Regions from separate parts of the Capra hircus genome. Here region 2 is linked to region 1. A link is a contact called in public Hi-C data. All regions are on one chromosome and are shown on one strand. Each heading gives the region's core, a stretch centred on a gene start, on an enhancer-like site or on the middle of the called end of the contact. The rest is flanking DNA. Distances are from core to core; before and after follow the strand shown. Region 1 holds the start of CLN6 (ceroid-lipofuscinosis neuronal protein 6). Region 2 has its middle 39 kb from the start of SKOR1.

What was found. A called contact is a pair of places that touch in the nucleus more often than the background predicts.
Region 2: a contact with region 1 is called in a Hi-C map of liver, with 4 times the contacts expected there. The contact joins the enhancer-like site here to the promoter of CLN6 in region 1. A contact is called at or near these places in 3 of 5 Hi-C or Micro-C datasets (blood and liver).

The regions. Positions count from the first base shown.
Region 1 is chr10:86,217,861-86,225,355 of ARS1.2, reverse strand. It overlaps CLN6 (ceroid-lipofuscinosis neuronal protein 6), which reads right to left and starts at 3,068. Exons shown (of 8, transcript XM_018053598.1): 1 at 2,849-3,068. The coding sequence starts at 3,015.
Region 2 is chr10:86,577,275-86,584,769 of ARS1.2, reverse strand. No RefSeq gene overlaps it. Among named protein-coding and RNA genes, the nearest start is that of SKOR1, 39 kb to the left of the region's middle. Within about 2 kb of position 2,834, at least 2 of the 5 cell types and tissues checked have an H3K27ac peak or open chromatin away from gene starts, as enhancers often do.

The sequences.
Region 1 (7,495 bases), core at 1,819-4,318:
CAAAAGCAGTATAAGAAAGTAAATGTAACTTTTGAACTTACTGGACTCTGTAGGGAACAATATTTACATGGGTTAACAAATAAAAACATTGTATATTGATTTTCAAAGTTTAGAGTCAATTCACAAACAAAACATGGAAGAAAATTGTGGTTAAGAAACAGCAGGTAAATACTGTCAACCTTGACAACTTGAAAGTAAAACTATAGATGACAGGATCTAGGGAAAGAGCAAAGAAAGCTAAAACTAAGGGTAGGAGTCTAACAGTATCCTTTTGAAAAGGAATCAAGAGATACTGCCCTTATTTTAAATTAACTATACTTCAATAAATAAATAAACTTTATTTAAAAAGATACTGCTTTATAGTTGACCAAAACAGAAATAATGGTATCACGTATTTCCTAAGGCTACAGAGGTAACAAAGAGCAAAACTAAAAATGGTCATAAAAAGAACTATCTTGTGAAGATGGAAGAGGTATGAGTAAACCAAATCATAACAGGATAATTAGTAGGTCAACATTAGCTTCAGAGGCTAAAAATCGATAAACCAAGAAATAGCAGTTGAGTGTAGCTTTTGTGTGTGGACTCTGGAGCGTGCCTGGGTTCATATCCCAGCTCTATCACTAACCAAATCATGAGCAAGTTACCTCCTGGGCCTCGACGTTCTCATCTGTAAAATGGGGGATAATAGTATATCCTACTTCAAGAATTGTGGTCGGGGGAAAAAAAAGTTGTGGTCGAATTAAATTACGCAAAAACATTTTTCAATGCAAAAACTTAAGAGTAGGGCCTAGTCCACAGAAAGTGGTATGTATGTAATATTTGTTACTATTATTTAGAGATATGAATTTAATTCTGATAGAAACAGCTAAAAGAAGCTAACATGGTTGTCTCTGGTACTAGGGAGAGGTGAAAAACAACCACTGCTTTTTACTCTAAGCCTGTCTGTGCAATTTTATTTAATCATGGGCATGTACTACTTTGATTATAATACAAGAAACTGTTAACAGAACACATGAAAACTGGAAAAGGGCGTGAGCACTTTGTCACTAGAGGTGTGTAAGCAAAGCATGGATGGAGCAGAGGAAATCCAAGCATCCTAGGAGGTGGACAGGGTGATTCTGCCTACTGTCTTGTGCAGCAATGAGACTGAGAACAGGGGGGCAATAAGGCAGGGAGGTGGGCAGAGACATCCTGGAAGAGAGCCAGCCCCTTATGCAATCCCCAGGAGCATCCTGGTTGGTGGGGAGCTCATGCAGGAGTAGAGAGGGACATCACACCTGAGCTGCCAGAGTGGAGCAATAAGAACAGAAACCACAAGCCCTAGGTTTAAGCCCTGGTTCTTGCCAGCAAATGATGTAACCTCTCCAGGTCTCGGTTTGCACATAATGAAATATGAAAAGCCTGAGTAAGACACTGCGCAAGTAAAGTGGTGACCACATCTGATGCTCACAGACAGCTCTAACTGGACTGCCACGGTTCAAGGCAAGGACTCCCACCTTGTAGGGGATCCAGAACCCAGATGTGCTTTAGCAGCAGGAAGAGCTACTCTCAGCCGAGTCTCTTAGATTTCCTCCCTTATCCCAAATCATACCACAAACTTCCTAAAACTGACTCCGAGCACACTAGTGCTGGAAAACCTTCCATGGCTCCCCTGTGCCCTACAGAACAAAAGCTGCACCCTTAACCGGCCATTTAGGACAGGAACTAGGGTGAGGCAAGCGAGACGCGTAGGACCCAACATTTAAGGAGGCACAGGTGGGCCATAGAGGACTTCTGAGCACTAGTGTCCCAAGAGTGAGCTTCCCCTTAAATTTTTTTTGCACTCTACGCTCTCACTCTGGTCCCAGTTCTGCTGCCATTAAAGGCCCTTCACAGTCTTGCCACTGTACACACAGAAAGTGCCAGCAAAACTGCACTGCTTGCCTTTCCCAAGCTTTCCAGGAGCTGAAATCGCCTTTATTCCTCTGTCACCTACTGAGTATTCTGACATGCAGCTTAAGCGCCACTTCCTCCAGGAAGCCCTCCAAGTCGATCTCTCAACTCCTGGCCTCTGTTCCTCCCTGGTCCTACTGGACTGTGGGGCCCTCCGGGCTTCACTTTACCCACCCCTGGTACAGCGCTGGGGCACACAGAGATGCTTAATGAATGCCTGCTCTATGCAATGAATGTCTGTGACCTGTAAAACGGAATGAAGACAGAGTGAAGTGGAAGATTAAAAGGCGGCTTCTGTACCTTTTCCTCCGCCCCAAGTGCCTGGCCTCAACTATCAATACATAAATCAGTAACTTCCCCTTGCTGAGAGAAGGGAACAGCAACAGTGTCGGTAAAGCCCTTCCTCGTTCTTTCTCTGGAGGGGAGTTTCCACACTTCGCTGTCTCTTCTATTAGCATTCCCAACATTCTGGGTTCTTCGGAGCAAGGAGTGAGCCTCCCGTTAACACCAGAATCCAAATTCTAGTCATGGTTAGAAGGACTCCGAGAACTTGGGTTGGTGCCCGGGACTTGCAGGCGCTTTGGGGGCCCTATTTGAGCAGCAGTGTCCTCTGGGCTTGCCGCCACCGCCCCCATTCCGAGCTTCTTGGATCCCAGATGAGCGATCGTCCCGGAGCCAGCCGGGCCATGAGGGCCGCTGATCGCCGTGGCTGAGACTCCCTGGGTCCCGGGGCTCTCCCAGGAAGCCACGGAGGCGTGGCTCAAGCGAGTGGGCGAGGAAACAGCTGCAGGCGTAGCGCTGGGAAGACCCACCCGGGGTCCGGGGTCCACGGTCCACGGCCCGCGGCCCGGACCCCCCGCCCTCCCGATCACGTGGCGGGGCCGCGGTTCCGCTCCGCCCGCCGGCGCGCGCCCACCTGGCCTGCAGGAAGGAGGCGCCCGGCTGCGCGCCGGAGCCGCCCGCCGCTCCCGGGTGCCGCCTCCGCGCCGCCGCCTCCATGGCTAACCTTCCGGCCAGGCCCTTCGCCCCGCTGCCGGTAGCTGTAAACAGGTTCCGCTGGCCGAAGGCTGCGAAAGCGAACATCCAGCGCGGGGGCGGGCTGGGGCGGGCGAGAGGGAGAGCGCCGGCCCAGCGGCTCGGGCCGGGGGCGGAGCCGGCGGGGGCCGGGACCAGGAGCCGCGCCGCAGAGCGAGGGAGGCGGGGCGAGCTCCCGGCGGGGAAGGAGGGGCCCAGGGCCGGGGCGGGGCGGGGCGGGGCGGAGGGGCGGAGGGAGGGCGCACGGCGGGGGGCCTCCTCGGGCTGGGATCTGCTGCGCTCCCGCGTGTGGCCCGGGGCAGGACTCTGCCTAGGCTACCCGAAACCTGTATAGTAGTCAAGGGTGGGCTAGGGACGTGGGGAAAGGCCAGTTCGACCTAAATACTCTCTTGGGAAGGAGCCGAGACTGGATTTCCCTTGTCCTTGCGGACCTGAAGGCTTTGGGGGAGGGGCTCATGTCCCTTCCAGCTGTGTTAGCCACCTTCCTCAGATGGAAGCTGCTGCTGCTGCTGCTGCTGCTGCTGCTGCTGCCGCTAAGTCGCTTCAGTTGTGTCCGACTCTGTGCGACCCCATAGTCGGCAGCCCACAAGGCTCCCCAGTCCCTGGGATTCTCCAGGCAAGAACACTGGAGTAGCTAGCACTCCTTAAAATGTCAGCTCTGTGGCCTTTGACGCTGGGAATTAAAAACCAGTGGGATAAGGGTAGCACGCATGAACGAGCGAATTCTTTTCAAGATTCCCATTCTGGCTTTGTCACTCTCTTGGACTCTGTGGCTTCATAAAAGTTACTTCCCTTCTCTTCCATTCAAACATGTACTAACTCCTGAGCAGTTTCTCATCTTTGAGACTGGATGACCAGTACCCCAGGAAGACTTAGTTGGGGATGAAACGGAGCAGGATCTTCTGATCCTTCCCCCCGGCCCCCTTCCCCCCCAACACACACACCGTATCTTCTGCCTGCCTCTGACCTGTGGAAAACTGTAGTCTAAAACGAGTTTAATCACAGAAGTGAGAAATGCTGAAACAAAGGAAAACCGTCAAAAGAGACCAGATAATGTTCTCATTAAGCATAGTCAAGGACCTTTAATTTCTTCTACAGGGCTATAGATAATGTTTGGAGCCATATTCTGTGAGCTGTCTTATAGATACTAAAACAGAGGTAGAGAGGTTAACTATGTGATGACCAGGCTGAACCCAGGACATGAGCTGCCACAATTCCGAGAACTGACCACAAAGAAATGGGAACAAATGGGCCCTGGAACTGAAGATTACTTGTACCTAAAACAATCAAGATGATACTGGTCAGACCGCTGATGACCAGTTTGAAGATGACTGTCAGAGATGACTTTGCTGTTTCTGCATGTAGGCCCTTCTCCTCAGTCAGCCAGTTCAGTCGCTCAGTCATGTCTGACTCTGTGACCCCACAAACTGCAGCAAGCCAGGCTTCCCTGTCCATCAGCAACTCCTGGAGCTTGCTCAAACTCATGTCCGTCTCACCCTCTGTCATCCCCTTCTCCTGCCTTCAGTCTTTCCCAGCATCAGGGTCTTTTTCAATGAGTCAGTTCTTTGCATCAGGTGGCTAAACTAATGGAGCTCCAGCTTCAGCATCAGTCCTTCCAATGAATATTCAGGACGGATTTCCTTTAGGATTGACTGGTTGGATCTCCTTGCAGTCCAAGGGACTCTCAAGAGTCTTCTCCAACACCACAGTTCAAAAGCATCAATTCTTTAGTGCTTAGCTTTCTTTATAGTCCAACTCTCACATCCATACATGACCACTGGAAAAACCATAGCCTTGACTAGATGGACCTTTGTCAGCAAAAGTGCAGTGTCCCTCCTCACTCTGTCTATAAAAACTCTCACTTCCTGCTTATGGTGGGGGGAGGGTGGAGTCGGCCTTTGGATGAATGTCCTCTCCCCTCCCTGCGCCAGTTGCCGGCATCTGAAATAAAGAAACTTTCCTTTCCACCAACCTGGCCTGTTTATTGGCTTCTGACTGGCAAGAAACCAGACCCCACACACATACCTTTCAGTAACAGGGGGACTGGTGAGTGGCGGGGGGCAGGGGGGGGCGGTGGAGGTGGGGAAGATACTGAATACTGTGAGGTTAGAGACTTGGAGGGGGTGGTATCAGACAAGGCTTCTGGAGGAGAGCTTAGGGAACTGAACTCCATTTGCTGAGGTGGAGCACAGCCAATTTACTGAGGAGTTGTGGTTGCTGAAAAAAAGCACAACCTAAAAGTTGAGAATTATGTTTTATTTGGGGACATTACTGAGTGCTGTTGACCAGTATACAACCTCTCAGATAGCTCTGACGAATTGCTCCAAAGAGATAAGGGTGAAGCCAGGATGTTCTGTTCAGTTGCTAAGTCATGTCCAACTCTTTGCAGCCCCATGGACTGCAGCAATCCATGTTTGCTCAAATTCATGTCCATTGAGTTGGTAATGCTATCTAACCATCTTATCCTCTGTTGCCCCCCTTCTCCTTTTGCCTTTAATCATCCCCAGCATCAGGGTCTTTTCCAATAAGTTGGCTCTTCACATCAGGTGGCCAAAGTACTGAAGCTTCAGCTTCAGCACCAGTCCTTAAAATAATATTCAGGGTTGATTTCCTTTAGGACTGACTGGTTTGATCTTCTTGCTGTCCAAGGGAGTCTCAACAGTTTTCTGCAGCACCACAATTCAAAAGCATCAATTTTTCAGCGCTCAGCCTTCTTTATGGTCCAGCTGATCTTGGCGAGGCAGCAGTGAGTGTGGTGTGAAGTGAGATCTTAATTCCCTGCCCAGGAACTGAACATGAGTGGCCTGGATGAGAACCAGGAATCCTAGCCACCAGACCTGCAAGGGCTAGAGCCTAGAAACTATTTTTCCCTGGATCTTTGCCCCCAGTGAAAAAATGCATTTATCACAGAGGCAAGAACTATAAATGCAGCCTAACAGCAAGTGGGAGAGCACACAAAGAAATGGTTTGTTTAGTTAAAACAGAAGACAGGGAGAGATGCACACCCAGAGAGAAAGGGTGTGGGTGTCCTCCCTAGTGAGGAGGAATGAAGCAAAGAGGTTATATAGCTCAGTTTTTCCAGGTCTTTGTTTCCATTCAGTCCAATTATGTGGTTTCTTTTTCCTCACCTGACCTACCTTGGGACCCTCCCTTGGGCACACAGGCACCCCTCAGCCAAGATGGATTTCCTGAGAGGAGCAAGACTCATTATGGCCTGGTGTTATTCTCTGCCTTTTGGCCCACAAGGAGCCTTTCTGAGCAGGTGTAGTGTCTCCCTTGTCCCAAAAGAGGCGGGGGAGGGAGATCCCTTAATCCTTTACTGAAACAGGGTTTTGCTCTTCTTTGTCCTTGCCCTGACTATTACCTGAAGGTGCTTACAAGAGAGAAACACTGGCCTATTTACCCTGTTTATGCTGTTCCTTGCATTTCAGAGGGCAAACAGAAGTCTGATGTCTTAACTGGAGCCCACCCATCTCTTGTCTCAGAAAATGCTAACAGTTCTAAGTGCCCAGCCTGAAGCCTACTTCTTGGTGCCCCATGAAATGCAAACAGGAGGCCAGCTGTAAATATCTAACCTGGACCCCATCTATCTCCTACATCACAACTCTCATATCCATACATGACTACTAGAAAAACCATAGTTTTGACTTTACAGACTTTTGTCAGCCAAGTTATGTCTCTGCTTTTTAGAATGCTGTCTAGATTTCTCATAGCTTTTCCCAAGGGGCAAGCGTCACTGCTGCAGTGATTTGGGAGCCCAACAAAATAGAATCTGCCACCGTTTCCATTCTTTCCCCATCTGTTTGCCATGAAATGATGGGACCAGATGCCATGATCTTAGTTTTCTAAATGTTGAGTTTTAAAGCCAGCTTTTTCACTCTCCTCTTTCACCCTCAACAAGAAGCTCTTTAGTTCCTCTTCACTTTCTGCCATTAGGAGCCAGGATACATAGGAGTTTTAGCTGCAAAAAATGAAGTCAAACATCAGAAGAAAACTGCTAGTCACAAAAAACAGACATCTCAAGTTAATGATTTTAGTGTGTGGGAAGATGCAAGAGTCTGGGCTCACTGACCTTTGATATGCATCTTAATTATCTAGGGCCAGTATCTTGTTTCTCTCCATCCAGAATGCCCCTCAGGGTGCACATGGAGGGCAGCTGCAGTGGCTGATGGCTTGATGGTGGGCAAGAATTCTTTTTGTTGTTCACTTGGTGAAGGAAAATACAGCATTTATTGCAGGTTCTAAGCAAGAGAGTGGGAGACAAACCTCAAATCTACCTCACCTTAGTCTATGAGTTAGGGTTTTTAAAGAGGAGGAATGAAGAGGCTGGGATTAACCATTGTCTTGCGACATTCGTTAATTGTTGTTTCAGGAGCCAAAGTATCTCTGATTATGATTCTTCAACCAGATGGTCCCATAGTAAAGGGGGGGGACGTCTGTTAGCTCAACTTGCCCTGGAAAAACAACATGAGTTTTTATGTTAATGATGATATCTCTAATAGCAACTTTAGTACATTAACAATGTTAT
Region 2 (7,495 bases), core at 1,585-4,084, 360 kb before region 1:
AAATCCTGGGATCCCCTTTTGAAAAATCACCCCCACTACTGAATCCAAGCTCTCCAATCAGTTATCTGGGAAACATTTCCTGAACCTCCTCTGGGTCCCAGGGCCTGAGGATGAGACATGGCTGAGACTTCCAGCAACTCCTGAGCTCGTATGAGCTGGGGGATGGCGGGCAGAAAGGAAGCAGGAAGGGAGCATCCCGTGGGGGCACAAAGGAAGGGTACCCCAAGGGCAAGGGTAGGTGCTTCCAGGAGGAGGTGATAGCCAGCCTGAGTCCGGACGGAGGGCAGAGCCTGCCTGCCAAGGGGGTGGTAAGGGCATTCATGACAGAATGGCCAGGGCAGAGAGGTAACAAAGACATACCAGAGAAGCACAGTAAAGACACCCATTCTAGGGACTTCCCCGGTGGTCCGGTGGCTAAGACTCCACATTCCCAATGCAGGGAGCCTGGGTTTGATCCCTGGTTGGGGAACCTGATCCCACACGCCGCAACTGAGAGTTTACATGCCGCAACTAAAGATCCCACGTGCCGCAACAAAGATGGAAGGTCCCATGTGCTGCAGCTAAGACCCAGCCCAACCAAATAAATAACAAAGAAACACTAAAAAAGATACACATTCTAGCACTGCTCTCCCCTTGTCCAGTGGAAAGGTGGGCCTCTGAACATGCCAGTCAGAGCCCGTGTTTCTTCAGGATGTTTGGACTTGGGTCAGCTCACCCCTCCTTGAGGGCTAATGGTGTAGGATGCAGCTTGGAACAGGTTCAGGTGGTGATGCGCAGAGGGCATCTGGAGAATGGGCCAGGCCATACCAGGTCTGAGCGAGGCCCTACGCATCCCTACAGTCCAGCCATCCAGCCAGCATGGGATTCCATGCCACATGCCAGGTCATCTTAATCCCGGTCTCATTTCTTTCAGATGGTCCACATTGGGTTTCTGTCACCTGTAATGAAAGATCCTTGCCTGACAGTCTCCAAGTCAGACTGAGGATAGGGTTATTCTAGCTGACGCAGCGAGGCTGATCTATGGATCAGGAAGCCAGTGATTCATTTACTGGGAGAAATTCAACTGCTCCTTGCATCAGCCTTTCAAGTCATTACTGCTGCTGGCTCCTTCTGGAGAAGAAGCACCCGGATTGACTCCTGGAACCCTCTTGATGAGCAGGCCCCAGTGCCAGCGGTGATTTTTGCAGCCAGCGGCATCAGGCTAGGAGTCAGCAAACAGTTTCTGTTGATGCTAGATAGTAACCACCTTTGGCCTGGTCACAGTTACTCACCTCTGCAGCCCAAACAGCCAGAGACAATGCCTAAATGAGTGAGCATAGTCAGGTTCCCAAAAAGTTTTATTATGGACACTGAAATTTGAATTTTATATAATGGTCCTGTGTCTTGCGGTATCTTTCTTCTTTTGATGATTTGCCTTTAAGAATGTTAGTGCCAGTCTTAGCTCTCAGACCAAGCCAAAACAGGCAGCAAAGAGCCAGGTTTGACAAACTACTCTCCTAGGGCATGAGCCCTCATGCCAAGATGTCCGTCAAGGAGGCTGGGCAGTTGTGTCAGGCCAGGAGTACTACCGGGACCACAGCCCAGGCTTGTTACACTGGTGTCCTTTTCTCTCCGGCCAGTCAGACCACCCTCTTCAGTCAGCACCCTCCTGTAGGCAAAGCGTAGGACCCATAGGTGGGCTCAAGTGCCTGGAGATGATGACACCTTCCGGCCTGGCTTCTCAGACTGTAGCCCCAGGTAACTTGGGCGCAGCTGTTCCCAACACTTCTAAGAGTGGCTGTCCTGTCCCAGCCCCTACGAGAAGCAGGTCATTTAATTCATCCACGCCACCCTGAACAACCGACGGACCTGGGTAGGCTGCCTGCCAGAGGCATGGCAGGGCAGTCAGTGACTTGGGGCCTGGCTTGAAAACATAGGCTAGCTTTGGGGAGGGGTCTTAAAAGACCCAGAGGAAGCTGCAGTTCCTGGTGGGCTCTATAGCTGGAAGTTGGATAGACTCGGGGGCTGGGGTAACTGCAAGTGGCCAAGTGCCAGCTGAAGTTATGGGGGAGTAGAGATTGTGAGTGAGAAAAGAGGCTGGGCAGGAAGAGAAACAGACGGGGGGCCAGAGACAGACAGAGACGACTGGCTAACAGAGTGACCCAGGAGCTGCGACCCAGAACTGCCCTCGTACTGGCCCTTCCCCAGCTTGCCTAGGGGACGTCACAGTATCTTCACAGCCACCATCCCGCCTTTCCTGAGGTAAACCCCAACACTTTTCCTGGGTGATCCCAGCACATTGCTGATACGCTCCATCAAACCAAAAGCCATGATTGAGCACAGGCCATTTCTGGGGCAGGCTGGGCTCCTCCCTTGCACACTGACTGGATGATTTTACTCTTAAGGGGAGCTTTCAACTTCAGGTTGGGGTCACCTTGCTGTCTTAATTATCTGCAGGTTGGAATTTTGCCTCAGGCACTAAAACCCATAGATGCATGACGTGGCCTCACTACCCTCACCTCTTAAGTGGCCTTCCTGCAGCCTGCTCCATTATGACAGTGTTGAACTTCGTCTGAGTCCTGTGCTCCTGAAAGGCAGCTGTGGTTAAGAAATTCCCCCATCTCTTTAAGTTCTGGGGAAACAGGGCTACTTTGCTCTCACATATTCCAAGAAAACAACACATCTACACCTCTAGCTATTCCTATGAGACAGACTGATGGCTCCCTGGTTTACCTGCCTCTCTAAAATCTCAGGCCCCTTCCTTTTCTTTGAGATGGTTCTCATGAATGAACCTTTTCCCTACTGCAACAGCCTGAATAAAATCTTCACCACTGCTTGGTGCCTTTTGCTTAAAAGATGTCGAGAAGTTGTTGTAAGCATCTATTGGGTGGGGCATCTGGAGTCCCAGGTTCCAGTCCTGGTTCACCCAGGCCTGGCTTCCCCTTCTGCCAGTTTTGTCTTCTTTGGGAGCTCTCTATGGGCCCCTTACTTTGAGGATGTGAGTGACAGCTCAGCCCCTGTAGCGGAAGGCGGGGCCTACAGAGCAGCTGTTATATTTGCACGCGGCCACTAGAGGGCGGCAGCTCCGCGGAAGAAGGCCTTGGGCGCTGCACCCGCTCGCTGCTGCAAAAGCTTGAAAATGCGCTTTGGAAGGGGGACGGCCAGGCAGCGTCTTCAGCCCTTAAGTGCTTTTCCATGCTACAAGCGGCTGCACTCCAGGCATTTCTTTTTTGCTCCTGCCTCCAGAGTCCTCCGCCGCCGATGTCAGTCGGAAGACTCGAGTGAGCTGGAGGGGGCCCTAAAGCCAGTCTCGAGCCTCTGGACCTCCAGCGTTTGCCTGGGGACCGTGACCCTTCCCTTTCTGCGGCCCTCTGGCCCTCCTCTACTCCAGACAAGTTGAAGAATCCCTCAGGCTGCAGGGAAATCGGGAGGAGAGACAGAAGGGAGGAGCCTGAAGAGCACTGCTTTGCCGGCAGCACTTAACCAGCCACAGCCATCACCATTGGGAGCATCACAATGTCCCCTTCACGTGGGCAGGCAAGAGCTGTTACCCCATCCGAAGGACGGGGAAACTGGCTCCCGGAGAGGAAAAGCCGTTAGCCTCTGGTTGTACAGCTAGTAGATGGCAGAAGTAGGACAAGAACTCAGTTCTCCAGGCCTTAAACCCAAAGCTCATGGAGCGGCCAGGCACGGTTAGAAATGGCTCGTCAATTGACAAAATTAAGCTGGGCCACTCCAGCAGAAAGGGGCCCTGGACCTCCCCTAGCATAGAAACCAAAAGACAGCGGCTGAAAGGGCTCAAATTATCAAATTTTAAGTACTGACTTGGTAAGACGATCACGTTTGCTTTTTCAACTGTATATGTCTACAGACAAAATTGAAAAACAAATATAAATACCAAAGCCAAATATAAATTAAAAGCAAATATAAAACAGCCCTACTATCCACAGTGGACTGTCTCTGTCTCTCTGTCTCTAGCAATAGTGGGAAGAGGGTTTTCGTTTTCTCTGTATTGCTCAAATTATTCATTACTCACATATATAAGCTCCTCCGTCCATGGGATTCTCCAGGCAGGAATACTGGAGTGCATTGCCATTTCCTTCTCCAAGGAATATTCCCAACCCGGGAATCGAACTCTGGTCTCCAGCACTGCGGGCAGACGCTTTAACCTCTGAGCCACCAGGGAAGCCCCTGATAAAAAGTAATACCTCTCTATTAAAGCCTTAGAAAGTACGAAAGACTATGAAGAAATTCATCAGAACCCCCCTCCTTCCCTATAGAGGAAGGGAAACGCTGATGCCTGTCTTTCTAGTTGGTTTCTTTCTCTACAAAATGTGAACAACAGTGTTAACTGTAGAGGAATGTTGTGAAGATTGAGGGACGGGATATATATAATAGCTAACGTTCCAGAAGCCCTAGCCATATATATATAACAAAATTAGCACCACTGTATATATTTTTTACATGCTGCTGTTTTCACTTATAACGTTGCTTCATGAACAGTTTCTGATGTCAACTTTTATTTTAAAATTATATGTTTAGTGACTGCACAAAATTTCATTATATCCAAGTACAGTTTATTTAACCTATCCCTGATTGTTGACCCTTTAGTTTCCAATTTTTGCTATTAAAATAACAGTGAGATTAACATCTTTAAACATCTCTCCCTGTCAGCATTTCTGATTACTTCCTTAGATGGATTTCTGGAGGTAGGATTACTGGGACAAAGAGTGCAAATATTTTTCAGGCTTTTGATTCAGGTTACCAAATTGCTTCCCAGAAAGATCTTGCCAATTTACACTCCCACCTGCAGTGTGTGAGAATGCCTGTCCCACGGCACACAAAGGAGGGATTTTTTGGGGATGGGTGAGATTTGATTATGTTGCTGGTCTGAGGAGAAGGAGCCATGTAGCGAGGGAGGGTTTCAATTTCAGGAGAGAGAGGGTGTCTAAAGGAGTGAGGTCACTGGGAGAGAGGGATGGGGTTTTGAAGCACATTTACAGGAATTATCTTGGATTTAAGAAGGGACATCTCGTTCTCTGAGACGAGTAGAAAGAGGTGTGATTGGCTTTGGATATGTAGTCACTGTAAGTAAGTAAGGTGAGAGGCAGGAGAGCTAGATTCTAGGAGTCCCCTTGGCTCAGTAAAGTAGGAGGCTAAGTCATTTATTCAAATGTGAGAGGTGAGGGCCAAGGAGGAGACTTGAGGTGGGGCTGAGGGATGCCTTATCCTTTTGCTTCCAGAGAGTAAACAGAGTGACAGTCTGGTTGAAATGGATGACTTTGAGTTTGTGAGGGCACCATTCTTTAAAGGAATCTTTTTGCCACGTTGGGTCTTTGTTGCTTGGTGCGGGCTGTCTCTAGCTGCAGTGAGTGAGAGCTGCGTGTCGCTGCGGTGCCCGGGTCTCTCATTGCCGTGGCCTCTCTTGCTGCAGAGTACAGGCTCTCAATGCGTGGGCTTCAGTAGCTGTGGCACATGGGCTTAGTTGCTCCACAGCATGTGGAATCTTCCCGGACCAGGGATCAAACCCTTGTCCCCTGGTGGCACCATTCTTAAGGGCTGTGAGTACTTTATGGCATGCAGCCACCTGGGGGAAGAAAAAGTTGTACACTTACTAATTTAAACAAAATCTTCCAAAGCATGTGGTAAACGGTAGAAGACAATGAGGCTGGAGGAGTCAGGGTAGTAAAAATTTTATGAACTTCTGGAGTTGTGTCAAACTGTTAAGGAATGGTTAATTCCTATTTTATATGTTTTTTCCAAAAAAATTAGAAAGAGCAAAAGCTGCCCAGATCATTTTATGAAACCGGTGTAATCTTGGTTCCAAAATCAGTAAAGACACACCAATAAATGAAAAGAATAGGCTTGTTTCAGCTGATTTAACTTTAAATCCTATATAAAATATCAGCTAAGTAACCCAGTCATATATTTTTTTAAATATATTTTGATCAAGTAGGGTTTATCCCAGGAATTTCAGTTTGGTTCAGCACCAGAAATCACCCCATTAATAAAGAGGGGGAAAAAAAATCATACAATTATCTCAATTGGTGAAGAAAAAGCATTTGATAAAGCTCCTTACCTATTTATAATCCAATAATAACTTAGCAAACTGGATATACAAGAGACTTTTTTAACTTGGTAAGGGTGATATATCAAAAAACTTAAAGCAAACATTATTAAATGTCATACTTAATAAAGAGACTTTAAATGTATTCTTTTTAAGATCTGGAAAAAAATAAGGACTCCAACTCTACTGCTAACATTCAGCATGTAAGAAGGGAAGTTCTAGAAAAAGCTAATTGCGAAGAAAGAACAAGAGAAGCATTAACAGAGATAAAACAGTCATCATGTTGTACACTCTGAAGAAACTAAAGCTGAAAAAGACACATGTTCACCACTGTTCGCTGCAGCATTATTTGCAACAGCCAAGACATGGACGCAACTTAGATGTCCATTAACAGATGAACGGATAAAGAAGCTGTGGTACATATACACAATGGAGTACTACTCAGCCATTAAAAGGAATACATTTGAGTCAGTTCTAATGAGGTGGATGAACCTAGAGTCTATTATACAAAGCAAAGTAAATCAGAAAGAGGAAAACAAATATTGTATATAAACGCATGTATATGGAATCTAGAAGGATGATCCTGAGAAATCTGTCTGCAGAGCAGCAGTGGAGATGCAGACACAGAGAACAGAGTTACGGATGGGGGCGGGGGAAGAGGGAGAGGGTGAGGTGAATGGAGGGAGTAGCACGGATGCACACACACTGACATGTGTAAATAGACGGCCAAGGGGAGTTTGCTGTAGACTCAGGGACTCAAACTGGGGCTCTGTAATAGCCTAGAGGGGTGGGAATGGGTGGGTGGGAGGAGGGAGACTCAAGAGGGAGGGGACATATGTACACCTAATTCATGTTGGTACATGACAGAAATCAAACCAATATTGTAAAGCAATCATCAACCAATTAAAAATAAATATTTTTAAATAAACTATTGTATTGAATTGATAAAGAAGGATGGAGATATATCCATATCTCATATATATGAGAGAGATATATGATATATATTACATCTTCTTTAATAGAATACTATTCAGCAATGGCTGAATGAAGTAAGGCCATTTGCAGAAATATGGGTGGACCCAGAGATTATCAAACTAAGTGAAATAAGTCAGAAAGAGAAAGACAAACACCATATGATATCACTTATATGTGGAACCTAAAATATGATACAAATAATGCAAATGAACTTGCTTACAAAACAGAAACAGATTCACAGTCATGGAAAACAAACTTATGGTTACCAAAGGGGGAAAGGGGTAGAAGATGGATAAATTGCCTTGAAAAACAAAGAGTAAAGAGAAGTAACAGATTAAGACTCTTAAGAGAAAAACTATTCAGAGAATTCAGTAAAATCGCTAGATATATTAACCTAAAATATAAATCTGTAACATTTCTCTTCACCAGCAGTAACTAACGTCTACTTACAATGGCAGCAAAAGAGCCTGTACA